Regions from separate parts of the Lactuca sativa genome. Here region 1 is linked to region 2. A link is a contact called in public Hi-C data. All regions are on one chromosome and are shown on one strand. The core of a region is the stretch at or near the end of the contact, and the rest is flanking DNA. Distances in the headings are between cores, read along the strand shown. Region 1 holds the start of LOC111890742. Region 2 holds the start of LOC111890771.

Region 1 (2,700 bases), core at 143-2,642, 130 kb after region 2:
TCCTAAATTCTCTCTCTCTCTCTCTCTCTCTCTCTCTCTCTCTCTCTCTCAAGTAATACACTCATAACTTGGACATCAGAGTGTAACCGCTAGACACACCCCTTGATTGTGAGTCACACCACTATGTAATGAAAATTTCTTAGTAACATATTATTTTCACTGTGCCTATTTACCAGTAGCTATTTCGCAGTGCCATTTTGACGGTAGCTATTTCTTAGCGATCTTTCTCAATGACTGTTTCTTATTTAATAATCGCAATTTCGCAAGTAGCCATTCCGCAATGACATTTCTTAATGGACTATTTCACAATGTCAATTTCACAATAACATTTATCTCAGTGGCCATTTCACAATATATACATTTTCACACTGTTGACCCATTTCATAGGTGGGCCACTATAAAATGTAGGTATACTGGGTTTTTGGGAATCATATCGGTTTTAAAATCGTTAAAACCGGTTAGGTTTGATTCAATGAAGCCAGAAACCGATTTCCGATCAAAAATATATAAACCTATAGGAACAATTAGGATCATTTTGAATTTGATTTTGAAAAATACCTATTTTCTTCTTATTTTCCAAACATGCTTTTTGTGTCAGAGTTTAACTAAACTTTAATGGTTGACTGCATTCATGACCGTTTAGGGGTTCAAAACGATATTTTTTCCATTTTTAATTGTTAGAAAAATATTTCGCAGACATTCAGGATAGTACAAGGGGTGTAAACTGATCCCGAGAAACCTCCAAAACATTGTATAAACAATAAATTGATCGAAAACTATATTTTTATTCTATATGAAAATCGTTTTGTGTAGGTTTGAAAACAGGTTTCTAAACCGATTTTTCAATTCGGTTTCAATTATAAAATACTCAAACCAATATCAACCGTTGGATCGGTTTCAACAAGACCCACACCGGTATCTATATCGGATCGGTTTCGATTTGAAAACCGGTTGTGGATCATGAAACGGTTTTTTATACCACTTTAGTCAAAAACCATATTATTTATAGGCAAAATCTATCATTTCACACTTCATAGTGCCTACTAACATTTTGCATTGAACTTACTGCAAAAATTTACGATTATTTGTGGAATCATGTCAAAATTTTGTTGTTCTTCGGAAAATAATGAAAAAATGGCTTAATTTATTCATTTTACCTTTAAAAGAAATAAAAACAATTAATTTAAATTATCATATGTATATATAAACTAATCTGGAAATTAAAGTTATTCCGATGTATGATTGAATATGGAAAAAAATAGAGGAAAAATATACCAAAAATACTTTTTTCTCCTCTATATTCTAAGATTGAAAAACAAAGATGAGTAAAGATATACCGATAGATATTGTAATCAAACTCAAAATAAATATTAAAGAGGGTTTGGGGCCGGCCAGCGAATTTGTGGGTTGGCACGACCAAGACAGAGAGAGTAGGACGTGACATACACGAAACCCCTCCCCTCTGCCACTCCCCCCACTCCCTTCCATTCTCAATTTCTCAATTTCTCAATTCCTTTTCCCCTTTCTTCTTTTGCCAAAAGACTCCTGCCAATTCCACCACTCTGTCGTTCTTTCATTATTTTATTCCTTTTTCAATTCCCTTCTCTCATTTAACTCCAAATCTCAAGCAATCTTCTCCAATTCTACTCATTATTTAAATGCCCTTCTTAGATTTCCTCTCCATTTAACTCATTTGCTAATCCTCTTCACCTCTACATATTTACATTACATTCCTTTTTTTCCTCCTTCTCCCAGATCCAACCTGAATGGTAGATACGGATTATTGTTTTTTTATTTTTTTATTTTGAATTCCTGTGAGAATGAAGGATTTCCCCTCTTGTTTTGCTGAGAATGGAGTTCAAGTTGCAGATGCGTCATGTACAAGTTCAACCACAGCAGCAATAGCGACTGTAAGTAAAGCGAAAGCTTCTCAAAACTTAGTCACATGTGTTTACCAGTGTAAATTGCTTGGTAAATCTCGTTTAATAATCATCACTTGGAGCAAGAATCTTGTGGGTCATTGCTTTAGTGTTGAAATCGAAGATCTGTCGAATAAATGTCTCTCCAGACTCGATGTGAAGCCTTCGATTTTCTCAAAAAGAAAAGGTTCCAGACGTCTTCAAGTCGATTTCGTCGCCATTGATGTCTGTTGGGACCTTACAAATGCCAAATTCGGATCCAGCCCGGAACCCGTTGAAGGTTTCTACTTGGTTCTTGCTTTTAAAGGTGAAATCGTTTTGTTAATTGGGGATCTGAGAAAAGAAACCTTCAAGAAAACAAATGGGTTGTCGAATTCGTTCCGTGTTTTGAAAAGAGAACACATTTTTGGGAAGAAAGTGTTTGCTACGAAAGCTCAATTCAAAGATAATGGTAAGATCCATGACCTCCGGATCGAGTGTGATACCTGCGGCCTTGATCCTCGACTGGTGGTCCGTTTGGACGAGAAGATAGTGATGCAGGTGAAGCGTCTGCTATGGAAGTTCCGAGGGAATTACACCATCGCCGTTGACGGACTTCCTGTGGAAGTATACTGGGATGTGCATAACTGGTTGTTTGGATCGACAACCGGAAGTGCAGTGTTCATGTTTCAGACTTGTTCTGGTGTTGAGAAAAGCGCAACATTTTCTGATCCGTTTATAGTTCCCTCCAGGTTGCCTTGTCCTGGTTTTTGTTTGACATTGTATGCTTGGAAGAATGAAT
Region 2 (2,700 bases), core at 75-2,574:
GGCACACAAGTCTAGATTTTCAATACACCTTGTAGCCACCAAGATGTATCGGGATTTACGACTCAGTTATTAGTGGTCGTACATGGAGAGGGTGATATCTTGTTATGTTGAGAGGTGCTTGACCTGTCAGATGGTCAAGGCCGAGCACCAGAGGCCACATGGTAAGCTTCAACCTTTGGAGGTCCCCATGTTGAAATGAGAGTAATTGACCATGGATTTCATCACCAAGCTACCTTGGATTGCTAAGGGGTTTAATGCGATTTGGCAAAAGCGTAATCATGCACATCCTTCTGGTTTTACTGGATTTTGGGATACTCTGATTATGATTATCATTTTTGGAACAACTTTTTGTAAACAATTATGGTCTTTGGATTGGTTTTGAAAAAAAAAATCTGAGTTTTTGGGATGTTACGTGCTCATAGGACCGTGCAAGGGGGTCGTGCCCCCTTGCAATTCAATATGTGTTAAACACAATACAATCTGTTTAGTATTGATATCTTATCTTGATAAAGATGTTTTCGTTAAATAGTCCGCACACCATCATTACCAAAAGAAATCAAGCACATTGAAACCTTGTTGAATAACCATATCTATGAAGAAATTCTCAAATATTTATGCTTTAGGTTTATGACTCGGAACAATTATAATTTTTGCATTTTATTTATAGTAATTACAAGTTAAATAAAAAGACATTTTTTTTTTGTAATGTTCAATTATGATAGTCCATGAATAACATAAGAATTCATAAATGAGGTTTAAGGGTCTAATAATAATTAAATACCATATTTATTGTGTGTTTATTTTTTTCATTAGTTTACTAGTTGTAAAACATGTGTATTATACTGATTTATTATAAAAAAAAGTTATAAAGATATACTAACATTTAGGAGTTTGAATTTGTAATAAAAAAAACATTGAATTATTGAAATTGAATTGTTCATTTCTCTTTTAAATATAAACAAACAAATAAATAAATAAACAAATAAAATAATAAGATTCAATTTAGAAATCTAGAAATTACATTTATTAAATTTGAATATTATATGAAATTTAATAAAATAAAATAAAAATCATAAAATGAAAAAGTGAAAAAAAAAATTAAAAAATCTTAAGAGCCAATATATGTGAGATGCAATAAAAACATGACATATCAAATTTTATAGTGTAAATTACGTAGGTAATTTTTAAACATGTGAAATTGAAACTTGGTTGAATCCTTCATTTGGAAAATAATTTTGCTGCATAAATTAAGAAAAAAAAAAGTAAAACATCATTTAATAACCATATAAATAGGGTTCAATTATCCCATAATTGAATTGAGAGATAATAGTATTTGGTTAAGTTGATAGAAATGAACAGCGATCAAGAAACTAGTGGCTTTTTGCCACCCACCAAGACCGGTTTCACCGATGAACTCCGCCGCCAACCATCTTCATCCACCACAAACCTTACCGGAAACACCCCTCATCATCTCCCTGGCTTCACCAAACTAAGCATCCCACCCACTGACACAACCACTCTAGACCCACACCTCGCCGCCGCTAATGGCCGTGCAATTTTCACCATTCCGGCAACTTCTTTCCGTGATGCAGTAGCGGCCACTCCTGCCGTCGATACCCACAACGCAATCAGCCCAACTGTATCAGACATCGTTACATCTCCCGATCAAGAACATACAACAACCACCACCACCACCACCTCAACGCCTCAGAAGGCCCGTGAGCCACCAAGAAGAAACCCACTTCGCCGGACATTGTCTGACACCATTTCAACTGTTCGGAAACCCATCACACCGGCGCCAGCGTCTTCAAATCGAAGTGAGAGTCCCCAATTCAAGGTTCGTCGTCGTTGTGTTCTTGAACAACAATCTTTCTTTATTTTCTTTCACAGAAGACGACTAATCTTTCTTTAAACAGAGACTGAAGAAAACGGAAGAAATGGTGACCGATATCGCAAACAGGTGTTGGGAAGTTAGAGGTAAAATTGGAGTATCAGAAGAAGACGTTGAAGATGGCAATCCTTCTGAAGTAATTAAACTCCATTTTTAATCGTGTTTTTTGTTTATTAATCAATCAATTAATTTATAAAGATTTGATGTGTAAATGTGTTTAGGCAATCGTGGAGCAAGAGGAAGAGGAAGTGAGAGGGGAGTTTGTGAGAATCAGACGACTTGATGATGGGAATTTAAACATCAAATTGAGTTGTTCGTGTGGTAATTGCTTTGAATTTTTGCGTAATCGCATTGGGTGTTTTTACAGATTGACAATTTGACATAGAAATTAGGTCATGGATGCATGTTCTTCAATGTAAGCCACACATTTGTGCATCCATCTCTATGAACATGCAGTTTTTTCTAACTATTGAATTCATTTTGGATCAACTCATTTTTGTTTTACATTTGAGCAGTTAATTGATGTATTTTAGCTTTCAAGAAATACTTGGACTTACAGGTGAAAATCATAAAGATTTATCAATTCAATCTAAATTATTTTGTTTACAAGCAACATCACAATTAGGTAATCATGCAAACAAATGTTATAAAAACAATAATATCATATAAAACTTCTATTATCCATCATCACTAAGACATTATTTGGTGCATTATATCGATTAGATATGCTGAAAGAGAAAATCCAAAGTCAAAATCATTAAAATAGATTTAGATAAACATTCAACAGCTACATAATACACCCTTATTTG

Evidence for each region. Hi-C and Micro-C count contacts between places; a contact is called where the count stands out from the background.
Region 1: a contact with region 2 is called in a Hi-C map of bud, with 2.9 times the contacts expected there. The contact joins the promoter of LOC111890742 here to the promoter of LOC111890771 in region 2. A contact is called at or near these places in 2 of 4 Hi-C or Micro-C datasets (bud and leaf).

The regions. Positions count from the first base shown.
Region 1 is chr5:310,734,190-310,736,889 of Lsat_Salinas_v11, forward strand. It overlaps LOC111890742, which reads left to right and starts at 1,393. Exons shown (of 1, transcript XM_023886827.3): 1 at 1,393-2,700. The coding sequence starts at 1,821.
Region 2 is chr5:310,605,451-310,608,150 of Lsat_Salinas_v11, forward strand. LOC111890771 reads left to right here and starts at 1,325. Exons shown (of 3, transcript XM_023886857.3): 1 at 1,325-1,837; 2 at 1,917-2,027; 3 at 2,113-2,700. The coding sequence starts at 1,352. The coding sequence ends at 2,271.